Regions from separate parts of the Mus musculus genome. Here regions 2, 3 and 4 are each linked to region 1. A link is a contact called in public ChIA-PET, Hi-C and HiChIP or PLAC-seq data. All regions are on one chromosome and are shown on one strand. The core of a region is the stretch at or near the end of the contact, and the rest is flanking DNA. Distances in the headings are between cores, read along the strand shown. Region 1 holds the start of Syt6 (synaptotagmin VI). Region 2 holds the start of Olfml3 (olfactomedin-like 3). Region 3 has its middle 7.3 kb from the start of Gm25869. Region 4 has its middle 21 kb from the start of Olfml3.

Region 1 (3,676 bases), core at 771-3,270:
GAGAAATGCCAGAGACGCAGAGCTGCCTGCCGAGTGTGGAGGTTGGATCCGGGAACAATGAGAAATTATCCGTTAATTCTCAGCTCCTGCCACCTGCTCTGCTCCGAACAGGCTCCTTCCCTTTCAGTGGAGAGGCAAATTCCCCTACTCAGTGTTAAGCAAAATATTGATTTCCCTGCGTCGCAGACCTGAGCCCTTGGAAAGGTGGTCCCCGTTTTTTGTTTTTGTTTTTGTTTTGTTTTGTTTTTCCATTCTTTGCAAAGGGAAACAAGGCGCTTTGTTCTGCTAATGTTCCCAGGAAACTCGAGAGGAGGAGGGAGAAATCGCCGCGGAGTGAGAGTTGCCATAAACACCAGCAGAGAGCAGCTCTCCATTTGTGTTTTACATAAACACAAAACCCCCGCTTGGGAAGCTGCTAATGAGAGTGTTGCCTGGGGCCTCGGAACTCCGAACTCTCCTCGGGGCTGAAATCTACATTGGTGATGGAGGGGAGGATATCGGGCGTCTGGGTTCCTCAGGTGGGTGGAAGGCAAGTGGAGAGGCAGAAGCTTACCTGTTGTTGGAACAGCAATCCAGCACCACTGCCTGGAAGGTGGTCTGGATTGAACCATGGATCAAGCCGTCCTCAGTCCCTTCCGCTCAAGTTCCCACACTTCTCTATGGCAGGCTCTAGGGACCCGGGTGGAAGCTGCGAACCCGCTATAATAGCCCCTCCCCACTCTTCCCTAACACAGCGCGCACAAGCTGATTATACCAACCGAATCTTCAGCACCGCGGACAGGGACACTGCGCCTGTTAGGAGAACCTCCAGGCTGAGAGAAGAGGTCTCTTAGGTTGAGGCCTTTCTCTTGCTACCCTGGGCACTGTCTGTCTCGTGTTTGCAACTATAAGGGCCAGTTGATGCGGCTGGTACAGATGGTGCATGGTGGTGATCGTCTGGAGCTACCGCTCCAAATCTCCTCTCTCTGGAACCTGAGTCGCAGCCCAAGCCACCTCCAATTAACGTGTATTCGGAGGAAGGACCCTCCTCCCTGACCACTCTCACTTGCACACACCAGCCCCGTAGCTGCAGGTGCAGGGGCTCCAGCTAAAGTTTCTTTCCCAGATCCTACTTCGGAAAGGCAACACAATGATGATAGGTGAAGGGTGGGAGTCTACTGTGATAGGGCCTTAAGGGAGTCGCTCTCCTGTCTGTTAGCAATGGCTCCTAGATTTCCAGGCCTGGGTGAAAGCATCCCGAAACTAACAGCCACCCTGCTTCTGAGTCTCACTTCACAGTTCCTGAGGGGAGCTCCTTTTACAGTCTAGCCTCCTATTTAGATTTCCGTCTTTTTGGTCCTTGTTATATATGCTTCATACAAAAATATATTATTTATGGTGGGTTTGGTCTGATGCGTGGAGGTGGGTCTGGTGGGAACCGAACCCCTTTCTGAAATGCTCCCCACTCCTATTCAGAAACTTTCTCCTCCTGTTGCCATGGAGAGAGACGGCCGCTGCCTCCAGTCGCCATAGCAACGTGCGGGTGCCTCGGACCGCAAGATTGCGGGGCTCTGAAAGTCTTCTTTACAGTTCCCCTCGCTCTGCCGTCTTGGGGTCTTATATCTCCGAAGCCCAGACCCGGAAAGTCTGGCTAACTTCTCCTGTTAACTCTCTTTGCAGGGTCCTCCCGCCATACAGTCAGACCACTCCTTTTTATGTTGTGTTATTGCGATGCCCACTTGTTTGGCATGTGGCAGTTTCCCCAACGTTTTCACAAGCACTACCTATATATTCCCAGGGAGCTCATAGAGCACCAGTAATTATTACACCTCGTTTACGAAATGGAAAACTGAGTCCCAGAAAGGCCCAAGGTCATATCCGCAGTGAGGACTCAGTTGGCCTTGATCCTGCATGATGTGGGACAGCGGGGTTGGAACCTGCCCGGACTCAGGCAAGTCCCTGAGTGTGGAGGGGGCGGCCGTGAGGCGCCAGACTTGCCAGCTGCCGCGGGATGCCACGTGAGGGGCGGGGACCCTGCGGGGAAGTGATTAAAAGCAGAGCGGAGCCTCAGGGGGCCGCTGCGGGGAGGGTCTTCTTGGGGCCTTCTTACCCCGCCCCAGTCCGGCCGCGGCTGGAGTTCGAGCCACTACTCCGCTGGCCTGAGTGTCCGGGGCATGAGCGGGGTTTGGGGGGCCGGAGGGCCTCGGTGCCAGGCGGCGCTCGCGGTCCTGGCTTCTCTGTGCCGGGCCCGGCCGCCCCCTCTCGGGCTGGACGTTGAGACTTGTCGGAGCTTCGAGCTGCAGTCCCCGGAGCAGAGTCCAAGCGCGGCAGACTCAGGTACTGGGAGACCCAGGTCCCTCTCCACTCCTGGATTTCTCTTCTCAGTGGCCTCCCCTGCCCAAGGTACCAGCCCAAGGGCCCCAGAACCTCAGAAGTCTAGCTCGGAGTCCCAGTCTGGGTCAGTTCCCTGGCTCACCGCCCGCAGGGAGAGATTCGAAGAGGACCTGAGAGGAGAGAACCCTTCTCCTTCCAGGTCACTAATTATGAGAGCCCGGAGATGCGGCATCCTTGGGGCCTCAGTTTCCCTTGTGTCTTGGGCTCATCCCAGGAGCGATTGGCCAGGGTGAGGGGAATGGAGACGTCCTGGGCACGGAGGAAAGCTGTGTTTCAGGGGGTGGGGGGCTGTCCAGGGTTCAGGATCTAGGATCCAGGGCTCATTAGTGACTGGGTAAAGGCTGGCGGTGCCACTGGGCTTGGGAAAAACTTGCGCCTGCAGCTGGCACGCGGTCTTTGTGTCCAGGTTTCTCAGCAGCGAGTGGCTGTCTGCGTCTCGCCGGGGGGGAGGGGGGACGGGGGGCGGGGTGGGGAGAGTGTCGTGGCGTACCCCCACCCCCACCCGGCACCCCTATAACTCGCTTCCTCGGTCTCTCTCTGACTCACTCGGACTCCGGGCGGGTGTTCAACTGAGCCGGTGCCTCTCACCGACTTTGCCAGGCGGGAACCTCCTGCCCCGGCCCCGCGGACCCTGCGCCGGACGCAACCCCGGCAGCCGCCAAGTCTAGGCGGCAGCCCGAGCCGAGTCCAGCTCCTGAGCCCGGGTGAGTCCTGAGCCCGAGCCCCTCGGGGACCCGGTCCTGCGTGCAGCCGCGACGTCTCGCGGGAGTCGCGACAAGAGGGGTGGCGTGTCGCGCCCTGGCGGCGGGAGCCGCGGGAGTGTCCGCGGCGTGACAGCCGACCGGCCCGGGTATGTACCTGCTGCACCAGTCTTTGCCGCCAAGCTCTCCTGCTGCAGCGGGATCCTTTGTCCCGCAATTAGGAGGGTACAGGACAGAGGAAGTATGGGTCGTGTCCCCTCGGAGGGAAGGGCCCGGGGGCAGCCTGCGGCCCGGAGCGAATGCGGCGTGGGGGTGGGGAGATCCTGCAGAGACCCAAGCGCTGGAGTTCCTTGGGGCTCTGCAGACTCACCGTACCTTGTCCGCGACTGAGACCCCGATCAAGACCCTGACCAAGACCCTAGTGGCTCCGGGCCTAGGCTTAAGTGGGAGTCGCTTCGTGGTTCCATATGGCTAGTGAGGGAAAGACAGGAGGGGGCTGCTAAAGGCAGAAATGTGGTCCTCACGCATCTCTCCAGGGACAGGTAATCAGGGACCAGGGGAGAGGTACCCAGGAGCAGGTGCAGGTCGGGCGAGCTCCCAGT
Region 2 (3,676 bases), core at 764-3,263, 160 kb after region 1:
CTTTCAGGGGCGAGAGTACCACTGGCATCGAAGGAACACTGAATACGAGCCCTACTGGCAGGGCGGGTGTTATAGACAACGTACAGGGTCCCACAGATGACAAACGCAGCCTCTGCGTTCTCTCTGGGACATGGTGTGTCCCACTGCTGCTCTGTGTCAAGTGTCTGTGGGTCTAACTTGGCTAGACACAAATGCCTGTCATCATCTCGAGTGGCATAGACAGCCCACAGGCCCTCCTCATCAGCTGCCAGGTCGATATATGTATCTGCTGTCAGGCCGTAGGGGGGTATCAGGCTCTCTGCAGGGAACACTGAGCTATCCACCACTGTTCGGTTTGCCAAGTGAAATTTGATCAGCTGCAGAGTGTTCTCCAATTCACCACCCCCTCCAGGTCCTCCAGGAGGCCTTCGAGCATAATAAAGGAAGCCACCGTACACCAGCTGCCCCGTGCCTACCCAGGGGAAGGGCACCCGAATTCGGGAAGCTTTCCGGGCAGCCATGGCAAGGGTGAAGTCACGCAGCCTTGGGAAGACAAAAGCCGTGTCGTTCTGGGTGCCGTCTAACACGTAGATCTTCTCTGCTGGCCCCAGCGGATCCTTGGTCCATAGGCCAACTGAACCACCAAACCGCTTCAGGATCTTCATTGACCTCACCTGAGCGACTGTGTAGCTACAGTCTGGTGGGGAAGAGGAGAAAGCACAGGAGAAGGAAACAGAGGCCAAGAGTTAGATGTGTATAACAGGAACTTCCCCCAGAGTGGGCCACCTGGGGAACAGAGACACACTTTTCCGTGCATGTGTCCACTCACGGAGGGTTGAGAGATGGAGTACCGATAAAGGACAGGCCTCTAGAAACTCTCAATGAATGTGTCATTCTGAAAGATAGAGCTATGGTGGCTTGGGACAAGAAGAAAAGCAGGAAAGGGGAGTTCTGAAACTGTCTGGACCTCTGTGAGATCACTTACCCGTCACCATATCGTATTTCTCATTTCTTCGGCCCTTGCCTTTGGCTCCAGGACCTCCAGTCACCTTCTCATCCAGCTCTACACAGGGCAAAGCTGGGTTCTGTGTCTCCAGATAGTCTACCTCCCTTTCAAGACGGTCCACTCTTCCTGAGATGGAGTCTGCTTCAGTTCTGAGGGTCTCCCGCTCCTTCTCTGCCACCTCCAGGAGAGGCAACATCTTGTTTTTGAAGTCCCGAAGCTCGGCAGCATGCCGACTACTCTGATCCTGGCATTGGGCCAGCCGTTCCTGAAGGGATCGGGGAGTCAGGAAGGGTGGGTTGCAGGTTTATAGCTCCCAGACAAGCAGAGGCCCAGCCAGGGAGTCAGGGCCAGGAAAGGGACCAGCTCAGCCATGCTCCCACAGCAGAGGAGACTAGTCAGTGGTACCATCCCATCCGAGGAACCTGGCTTAATTTGCCTGAATAAGAGTCCTTCACCTTGCGTTCTCAGTGATCTGAGCCTCCAGGAAATTAGGATGCTACAGACTTCAAATTGTCCAAAAGGGAGTAGATGTGGGGTGCGGGGAAGAAACGGACAGGAAGTTGCAGGCAGATTGCCTGGGAAACTTGAACAGTATAGCAGCATAGATGCAGCCCGATTCTGACTCTCATTTCCCCTGCCCCCTTATTCCATCTAATCTGAGGGAGCCGTGTTGCGTTTATTTGCTGGGCAATTGTCTTATGTTGGGGAAATAAAAGTCTGTAGTTAAGAGGCTACTCGTCATTAAGGACTTCTTACACAACCCGATCTTGTCACTCCCAGAGCCCTGACAGCTAGTTGCACCTATAGATGTGGACTCATCCTGGGTGAGAAGAGAAACAAGTCCCTCACCTCTAAGGCAGCTAGTCGGCGTTCCATGTACTCCACAAGGTGGTGCTGCTGTCCCTGAAGGGGTCCCGTCCATGACAAAAAGAAGAGGAGCAGCAGAGGAGCACTGGGCCCCATGGCAGCCTTAAGTGGGGCCAGAGGAGTGTGTGCATTCGGCCTCTTTCCCTCCAGCCCGTTAGCTCTGGGGGCGGGGCGGGGGCGGGGCCTCCTCCTTCCCATCTCTGGTGTCTCTCACTACTCTGGAATGCTTTCAGTCTCTTTACAACCCCCACCCCCTCCTTCCCGCCTGGCCTGATCAAACACAGATGGCCCCTTTGCACAGTCGCCAGAAGCCTTAACTACCAGCAACTTAGACTTGTGAGCTCCTCCGGAAAGGGGAGAGATGGCAATCTGGAGGCAGAGGCCTTCTGAAAAATGAGCAAGTTGCAGGAAGCCGAGACCCCCGGAAAACTCAGCAAACTCCATTCGTTTTAGGAGAGGGCTTCCAGTGCTGACTCGGTAAGAACCCAGCACCCTTCATTAACCTATCCCTTCTCCAGAAATAACAGAATGGATTTTCTGCCTTGTTCAGTGAAGCCAGAAACACAGGAGATGAGGTTTGAGGGGATGGGGGTTGGGGCAAAGGGAAGTCAACTTTCTATAGCTCATTGGCGCCACCTTGTGCTGAGCATTCTGGGGCCATCTCCCATGGCAAAGAAATCAGGCGAGGACTTCACCGTGTGGAGAATCTCAACCTAAGCAAGCCAAATCACAGGGCTCCCTATGGAGTACCAAATCTCTGATTTAGCCCAAGGAAAGGAATAGAAACAAAACTGGAGGTTGTTGAGAAATGGGAGGTGGGGTTTTTTGTTTTTGTTTTAAGCTAGCTGACTTAAATATCCTTGACATGACTTTCCAGGTATTTCCCAAATAGGAGGGTGCAGCAAGGACATGCTAGTTTACATTCATGGATTTAGGGGAGAAACCTGAAAAAAAAAATATGTACAACATAGTCTAAAGGAAAACAAATATATTCTGACCTTCCTATCACTGGGAGAGAACAGACTATTGATCGCCTTTCTTGGTTATGGTTCAGTAGGGCATTTGTAAGTATCTCTCATTTCTTTAAAATTAAGTAAAAAAAAATTTGGTTTTTCAGTTACATATGCTTTTATGTGTCTGTATACAGGTATCTGCATGGGATACAGGTATCCGTGGGGACCAGACGAGGACGTCAGATCTTCCAGAGCTGAATTTTAGGAGATTGTGCGCTGCCTATTGTTCCTGAGCACTGAGCCCCTCTCCTCTGAAAGAACAGTACACTCAACTACTAAGCCTTCTCTCCAGCCCATGTTCCTCCTTTCTATCCAGCTAAAGCTACAGGGGAGCTAGGCAGGAACATACATCAGAAGAAGTCAAATATGCAGCATTTACAAAGGGGCCTGCAGTGATTAATCTAGACAAATTCCAGTTTCTTTTCAGGAGAAAATTTTGTTCACTTTGGAATCAAGAGAAATTGGATCAGAGGTTCTTCTTGTTTTTAAGAGTTCATTATGTGTCTGTGTGGGTATGCACCCTGCAGCTGGAGTTAGAAATCACTTGTGAGGGGTCTGACTGGGTGCTGGGAATGGAACCCAGACCCTCCATAAGAGCAGCAGGTGCATTACCGCAGAGCTGTCCCTAAAGAGGTGACAGCTCTAACAGGGCCTAAGGAGACAGACAAAAATATCTTTCCCTAAGTTTCATTTTCACTGTGCTGATTTGAATGTTTGGTGTCATGTGCTAGGAAATGATGTTAATTAGTTTATCTCAAAAGCCATCTGCCTTTTCAAGGGGTCAGAGTCAGGGAAATACTTCCTACAAAAT
Region 3 (3,676 bases), core at 312-2,811, 160 kb before region 1:
GTTTATTATTTACCAAAAATAGCACATAGTCTATATCTGTAAAATGAGTTCCATCCATCTACCTACCTTTTTTGTCATAACACATCCATAGAGGTGTCTAGGATGGTGTTTAACAAATATTAATTGTATTTCTAGATATAATATAGGATGAATTTTAATTTAATTTTTTACATTACAGTTTTGAAAATACTTACCTATTTGTTTTTTTTTAAATGGGTACCAAAGTGTGTGTGTGTGTGTGTGTGTGTGTGTGTGTGTGTGTGTGTGTGTGTGTGTAGGTCAGAGGGCAGTATTTAGAGGCCATTATCTCCTTCCATCACTGTGGGTCATGGAGATGGGACTCCGGGTTATCTGGCTTGGTGGGGGTGCCTTTACTATTTAGTTATGTCTCTGACTCAGGATGAAATTTTTAAAAGTTACTTTTAATACTTTTCGATTTTGCTTACATATCTTGTTTTGTTTTGTTTTGTTTTGTTTTGTTTTGTTTTGTTGATTTTTTGAGACAGGGTTTTTCTGCATAGCCCTGGCTGTCCTGGAACTCACTCTGTAGACCAGGCTTGCCTCTGCCTTCCAAGTGCTGGGACTAAAGGCGTGCGCTACCACACCTGGCTTGCTTACATATCTTACATGTAGCATTTCTAAGACCAATGAAGTCATTGATTTTTATTAAAAATTGGAAGGAAATTGTTGGAAAAAAATTGTCTCTGTAGAGAGCCAACACTCAGAAGTCAGTGGGTTGGAAGTGACCTGGGGAACTACTGAGTGCCACTTTATGATGTGAGGAAGAAGAGGAGACCCAAGCAGTGACTTGCACAGACTCCCTATTCAGTCCCTGGAAAAGGAAAGCCATCAGTTATTAGTAGTCAATGACTGGTCCATCATCTCTTCTCTGGAGTGTGGTAGGAGGACTTACTGAGTTCTATTGTCCTGCTGTTCTCAAAATGTAAAAGACTGAATTGGCCCTACCTTCTCTAGCACCTGGGAGCCCTAACTGTGTTCAAGACAGGAAGGACAGAACAATGGAATCATGAGCCTGGCTTCTGGGCACCTTAGCAAAGTGAGAAAGGTTTCTTCTGACCCTTTACGTTTAAGTTCCTTGCCTGGATGTCTCCCTTCTTCCTGACCTAACCAGAGAAGCCGCGTGTCTGTAACACAAGAGCCCTTTGACAAACAGAAGGATGTTTCCAGAGGAAGGACCCAAGAGTCCTCTTGAAAATGGAGTCTCTAAGGCGGCTGCTGTGCTCTGGAGAGAGAGCGATCAGCTCTGGAGGCTTTAAGTTGCCCTCCAGGTTGCAGATCGCCCCATCTCTTCCTAATCATAGAAAGAATTTCTTGTTGGATTTTTTTCAAGTGATTTTCTGGGAGTCATCAAAATGGCTGGGAGTCCTGCTGTAGTTAGGGAGGTCTGTCACAGGACTTTGTCAGTTGCTAGAACTCTGGAGGAGGAGGTCTCCTGGGTCTGGTCTGCCTGCCTTTGTGTGGTGACTTCTCCCTGACCTCTCTGTGTGTGATCTCTGCCAGACCCGCTAGCGCAGAGCTCCTTTTCAGTAACTCTTCCCTGACATTGTGCTGAGCCCACTGTTTCCCAGCATTCAGTGGCTCTCTGGTGACCTTAATGGGAAGGGAGCCAGCCTCCGGCAAATCTCTTTTTTTGACAATAGAGAAACATGACTGGGAAGCAGGCAATAAATACAGATCCAGGGCAGCAAAGATGGAAACCTGCTGTTTTGTCCAGCTGCATCAAGGCATAGAATCATGCAGGAATCTGTCTTGTCTGATTTGACCTGCTCATGTTCCTGCATGCATTCTTGCTTTCTCAGCTGCCAGCAGAGGGCTGGAGAGGTTTGTCTGTAATCCATCTAGCCCTTCCTGTCTCTTCAACATACCACAGATGACTTCAGGAGTTAACAAGCTGCCATTAAAGTCATGTCTCACTCAGGATATGTTTGAGGGTATGGCAAAGAAACACAACCAGGCAGGGTTTGAACTGTTTAGGAAACAATGTATCCTTTACTGACACTCCAGACTCTTTAATTGACTACATCCTATGTACCAGGTACTGTATTCAGTTCAGGGCAGCAGAGTAAGGGGGTGTGGAGATATTGCATGTAGGGAAGTCTCAGGGGTTCTGAATAGCTACAGTAAGGGATAACATATGGCTCCCATTGTTTTTGGGGGGAGAGTGAGAGAGAGAGAGAGAGAGAGAGAGAGAGAGAGAGAGAGAAGATAAAAATATGTTGGCTCATGCAGTTCGATTCTTAATGAAAAAGATGGAAAAGCAAACAATGTGCTCAAAGCTGGGTGCTGTGAAGACAGAATGTGGGAGCTGAATCAGCGAGGAGAATGGAGGCAGTGGAAGTTGAGGTCAGGTCAAGGAGGATTCTCTGAACAGGGGAAGCTGGGACTCAGGATGAATGGTGGTGAGCCCTCCAACCCCTGCAGTTAACAGTGGATGAAAGCAGACTCCAGACAGGGCCAGCAGGATATGCAAATGCTTGCAGGCACGAGGGAAATTATGAATACATTGTATTGATGGGAGAAGGAGCCAGCACTGTGTGTCTCTGTGTGTGTCCCCGCTAGCGTGCATGTGTAAAGTAGGGTGTCTAGGGAAACAGAAATGAAGTAAGATTGACATTTCTACCCTGGGCTTCAGGGGACACTGTGAATCCAGTAGGACTGGAAACCGCTCCAAGCACTCAGATCTTAGCTGACCCAAAGGAAAGTCTGCCCGCTATTTAAGGCAACACCCCATTTCCAGGACGCAGACCGCTCCCTGGAGAGATGCCCACTCACATCCGAGCTTACAGATCTCGCTGAAAAGCCCTTGCGTGGCTTTCACACAATCAAGATCTCTGTTTATAAAGAAGGAACCATCTTCAGGGCCCACAGACGGCTTCCCCATTTTCCACACCACCCTCTGGATTCAATTGCCCTTCTAACCTCATATTTTCCAAGAAACGCAACCCCTGGGAACCCTGGTTCTTTGGAGACCCATCTTGATGCTGTTTGGTCTCTTCATTCAGCTTTGAGTGGCAGAGACTCACATTGGGTCATTGGAAATGATTTGATTTGTGCCCAGCACGTGGGGGACAGGAAATCATAGAGCCCGCAGGGCAGGCAAGCAGCCAACCGTGGACCTCGGAAGAATGGAGGTGCTGACCTCCTCCCTGGACCGCAGCCGCCTCGCTGGAAGGAGTTTTAATTATACCCTCGACTTGTATTTGTCTTATAAAAGCACACCATGAATGAAATATTAAAAGGGCACATACTCTTTTCCAAAAGAATGAGTTTTCCTGCCAGAGTATTTTATTGTAACAATAATCCTGACGAAATCAATGTGACACCGGAGCCCCCACCAGGGGAAGCCGATGCAAGCTGAGCGTTTTGGTCTTAAAGATGCTCTCTTTGTTCAGGACAGACCACTTACATCCTACATGTATTGGCTTATTTGGCCTCCTGAGAGCCCCACCACGTTACACATAGGGAGACTGAGCATCGGGGGGATTTGTCCAGAGTCACAGCAAGTAAGTGTTCCAGAGATGAGAATTTAAACAAAGCCTTCTGATTTAAAGCACAGCGTACATTTTAAACGGAGTCCTTTCCCACCAAAGCAGCAGAGACCCACTGCGCAGGAAGTCTTTCTTTGCTAGTTAGCTTCTCAACTGATTGGGCGAGA
Region 4 (3,676 bases), core at 619-3,118, 140 kb after region 1:
TCAGGGAGAACTTTAAAAGTCTGTGACGTGAGTTTAGACCTGCCGCTCAGTTTTTTCTTATAGACATATGATGAAGCAACACTCCCTGCCCTGAGAAAGTGAAACCAGCCCTCACTTCCGGGTGGGCTAAGGAGCCCACAGCTTTCTCAGTCCGCTTGCTTCGTCTGAACGGGGCACACCTTGTCCTTTTGTTTGGCTCTTCAGCCATTGCAGCCGCAGGTGGAGAGGAGCCTCCTCAGGCAGGGTCACCCATTCTATGCTTGTCTCATGGGTTAGTGAGCCTGCTCCGGAAGAGCTCTTGAAATATAAGACCCTTTGCTTGGTATCTCTAGCACTCAATACAAGAACATACTAGAAACTCAATGAAATATCACGTTAGGAGGGAATTCTTTCTTACCTCTGCAAACCCAAACCATTAAAGATGGTCTCACCCCTGTGCTTATGCATTCCCCTGGCCACTGTCACAGTCTAGTCTTTTCTGAAGCAGGGTCTTGTTACACAGCCTGGCCTGGCCTGGAGCTCCTGATCCCTCGCTTCAGGTCCTCAGTGCTGTGGTTACAAGCGTGCTCCCCACTCACAGCCTCCGGGCAGGCTTTGCTGATTCTGTGTGAGCAGGCGAAGTCCCTTCCTGGTCTATAGCCTAATATATACACATGTGTCTATATGTCTATATCAATACCTGTATAGATATATATTGACATTCATTTATATAACCACATTCAATTCTTGTCTCTTCACTGCCTAGCCTCTCAAGGGAAATTCTTATAAATCTAAGGGCATGCATAGGCTTTGGGTTCAGATTGGCATTTTGCTCATGGATAACTGTCCCACATGGCATTGGTTAGTCATTTGGCCTCTAAGCTTCTCTTCCCTACTTTGCCAAATGGTCCTGGCAATGGCGATGCCCAGCTTCTGGTGCCATTGAAGTGAAGTGAGCCACCGCACAGCATTTGCTGCTGATGAAAAGCTCTGTGAAGGGAGTTGTTCTCATTAGAAACGCTGTGGAATATTCCTCACACTTGTGTAAAATTCAGCCCTTTTAAAGAGGGAGTTTTTCATAGGTTCCCCAAGGATGCATATACAGAAACCTTGGCTAGCAGTAAGTTTCACAGCACAAATGGTATAAGAATTTTTGCACAGCATATCACACACACACACACACACACACACACACACACACACACACACAAAGTCAAAAACTGAAGCAGTTCTGGAGAACTTGCAGAACCTGAGACGTGTTGTCTGGCCCCAGTCTCAGAAGCTTGCATTTACCGAGCTGGAAGATGAATGGGGGCAGAAGGCTCTTGCCCTCACTGGCCTTGAGTGTCCCTGCAGAAGGCAGTCTTAATGTGGCTTCGTGGGTGGCAGAGACCTCAACCTTTTGTTCCTCCGTGGTGGCCGCAGGAGCCATAGGCCACTGCTTTGTCTCTGGTGACTTCGCCTGGAATGGAGCCAACCCACAGCTGTATGCATGCTTCACCCTAGCCCAGAAACCAGCAGCGCTTTGCACACAATGGAGAGGAACAGGCTGCGGCAAGGGGAGGCCTCCTGGGCAGAGAGAGAGAAATTTGGTCCAGGGAAAACAATCCAGCTCTGAAATCTTCCATCTTTAGCAGATGGAGAAATCACCACAGCAAAAAAAAAAAAAAGAAAGAAAGAAAAAAAAGAAAAAGAAAAAAAAAGGGGGGGGGTGGCTGCCATAGCAGAGAAGACCTAGCAGCTAAACAGGAAGAGAGTCTATATCCCCCCACTACCACTGCCCCAGGACCACAGTAGCAAAAGAAGTTCTGTGCAACCCGAGGCTCCTTTGGGGTTTGCACATAGTCTGTCTGTAATGCCAGGCCTCAGCCCAACCTCTCACCACATGCCGCCTCTTCTCTAGCAGGAGCCAGCTTCTGGGAGTCACCCTGGACACAGACCCAGAACAAACCATCCAGATATTTCCATTGTTGGGTTCAAAGAGATCCCTAGGGCAGCTCCCTCCCTACAAGTAGCATGCGGCAGCTACACACACACACACACACACACACACACACACACACACACACACGGAGAGGGGGAGAGAGAGGTCTCTGTAGTAAACAACTTAGCTGCCCACCATTCTCTTTCCCCACAACCTAAGAACAAGTCTAAATGATGATGGGGCAATGAGCAGACTCATTCTGCAAACATGAACAGGGACCAGTGCCATGTGGGAGTAATCTGAGAGACAGCAGCAGCCTTGCCTCAGGACGCCTCCCTGAAGCTCTTTCTCCACTGGAGATGCAGCTGACAGAAGCTATAGAACGTGAATGCTATTTCTCTCACCCCAGGAGACCACGAGAAAGAAGAAGAGGAAGAAAATGAAATGATGTGAACCAAGCCCAGCATTCTAGAATGTACCCGGTGGTGACTCTGCAGGGCACAGAGTCGCTCTCCCCTCAGCAATGGAATGCAGCTGCTCTAGGGAGCTCATCTGTAGACTGCGGGTTCACAGCGCTACTGGAGGCGGGCCAGGCCCAAAGCACCCCCAGAAAACTGTGAGGTTAGTGGAGGAATTAGTTGTGTTCTAAATCACCACGACGCAGCACAGTCCATCAGTTTTGAAAGGGAGAGTTGCTGCAGTGTTGGTGATAGGCAGAGCTCAGAGAACCACAGCTGCCTTCCTCCTGTGAACGGAAAGTTTCCAGGGGGCAGCTAGACAATATATGCCAGAGGCCTTGCTCAACTAGACTTCCAGGAAGCTAGCCTGAGAAGGTAGTCTGATGGGTTGTGTTGGAATGCGTGTGTTCTCTTCAGTGTGTGATGCTCAGTCCTCATTGACAACTTGACGAAATCACCATCACCTAGAAACCTTTGAGTGTGTCCGGGAGAGGTCTCCAGAGAGGTTTGAGAAAAGGAGGGTCCATGTTAAAGGAGGGCACCACCTTTCTGTTGGCTGGGAACCCAGAACCAATGAACTGGAGCATGTGAACTGAGCCCGGCATTCAAGTCTTTTTCCTGATTACAGACACCACGTCCCCCCTCTTCCCCTTCCTCCCCACCCCTCCATCATGTCTTCCCCTTCTGGGATGCGACCCAAGATAAACCCTTCCTTCTCTAGGCTGCACTGGCTGGCTACTTGGTCACAACTCTGAGAAAAGTAACTAATACCGAGTGCTGTTTGCGATAAACATAAATGGCCCACAGTCAGGCTGGGCTGCTGGGTAAGAGGAGAGTCTTATGCAGCCATAAAACTCTCATGAAGAAAAATTACCCATGTGGGAAATTTTCTCCTACAGTACAGAGAAATCTAAAAACATCTTCCAAGATATTGTTTCTGAATATTTCCAATGGTATATATGTAAATAAAACAAAAATAAATATAAAATGACCAGGAAGGCCTATGGTTGCATAGGGGAGGGTGATTTTTTTTTTTTCTTCTTTCACATTCCTCACAGTTAGTGTGTATTATATTTTTAATTAGGTAGGCTGGGTTTTTTTTTTTTTTAAGCAATAACTTGTCTATCTTTAGGAAGACAGACAATTTCACACACACACACACACACACACACACACACACACACACACACACTTTTAGAGCAAACTTTTCATTCCATGGCCTCCTGAATAGAGACTAGATCTGGCAGACACCAAGTGAACACAGGGTGAAACTGTTGACACACGAGTCCCTTGCCGGGCCAGCTGTTAGTGAGAA

The links. Hi-C and Micro-C count contacts between places; a contact is called where the count stands out from the background. ChIA-PET counts read pairs in DNA pulled down with a chosen protein or histone mark. HiChIP or PLAC-seq counts read pairs in DNA pulled down with a chosen protein or histone mark.
Region 2: a contact with region 1 is called in an H3K4me3 HiChIP or PLAC-seq map of forebrain, with 5 times the contacts expected there. The contact joins the promoter of Olfml3 here to the promoter of Syt6 in region 1. A contact is called at or near these places in 16 of 39 promoter capture datasets (the 3T3-L1 cell line, HPC-7-derived erythroid cells, cranial neural crest and 8 more), 28 of 484 Hi-C or Micro-C datasets (the AtT-20 cell line, LSK cells, the N1E-115 cell line and 15 more), 25 of 115 datasets of contacts at active chromatin or transcription factors (the NIH/3T3 cell line, VIP interneurons, astrocytes and 16 more) and 3 of 9 other capture datasets (adipose tissue, liver and pancreatic islet).
Region 3: a Hi-C map of the N1E-115 cell line shows a contact between it and region 1, with 4 times the contacts expected there. The contact joins the enhancer-like site here to the promoter of Syt6 in region 1. A contact is called at or near these places in 2 of 39 promoter capture datasets (the 3T3-L1 cell line and embryonic stem cells), 3 of 484 Hi-C or Micro-C datasets (the N1E-115 cell line, cochlea and nephron progenitors) and 6 of 115 datasets of contacts at active chromatin or transcription factors (differentiating embryonic stem cells, embryonic forebrain, embryonic midbrain and 3 more).
Region 4: a contact with region 1 is called in an RNA polymerase II ChIA-PET map of memory CD8 T cells, with 53 read pairs. The contact joins the enhancer-like site here to the promoter of Syt6 in region 1. A contact is called at or near these places in 5 of 39 promoter capture datasets (the 3T3-L1 cell line, cranial neural crest, hippocampal neurons and 1 more), 6 of 484 Hi-C or Micro-C datasets (the AML12 cell line, brown adipocytes, embryonic fibroblasts and 3 more), 10 of 115 datasets of contacts at active chromatin or transcription factors (craniofacial prominence, double positive thymocytes, embryonic forebrain and 6 more) and 2 of 9 other capture datasets (adipose tissue and embryonic stem cells).

Annotation. Positions count from the first base shown.
Region 1 is chr3:103,573,225-103,576,900 of GRCm38.p6, forward strand. Syt6 (synaptotagmin VI) reads left to right here and starts at 2,021. Exons shown (of 8, transcript NM_018800.5): 1 at 2,021-2,316. The coding sequence starts at 2,154.
Region 2 is chr3:103,735,988-103,739,663 of GRCm38.p6, forward strand. Olfml3 (olfactomedin-like 3) reads right to left here and starts at 2,014. Exons shown (of 3, transcript NM_133859.2): 1 at 1,835-2,014; 2 at 965-1,250; 3 at 1-676. The coding sequence starts at 1,948.
Region 3 is chr3:103,418,345-103,422,020 of GRCm38.p6, forward strand. No RefSeq gene overlaps it. Among named protein-coding and RNA genes, the nearest start is that of Gm25869, 7.3 kb to the right of the region's middle. Within about 2 kb of position 1,562, at least 78 of the 459 cell types and tissues checked have an H3K27ac peak or open chromatin away from gene starts, as enhancers often do. A contact at or near this core is called in the N1E-115 cell line and embryonic stem cells, where this site is marked.
Region 4 is chr3:103,715,068-103,718,743 of GRCm38.p6, forward strand. No RefSeq gene overlaps it. Among named protein-coding and RNA genes, the nearest start is that of Olfml3, 21 kb to the right of the region's middle. Within about 2 kb of position 1,869, at least 97 of the 459 cell types and tissues checked have an H3K27ac peak or open chromatin away from gene starts, as enhancers often do. A contact at or near this core is called in adipose tissue, brown adipocytes, double positive thymocytes and 4 more, where this site is marked.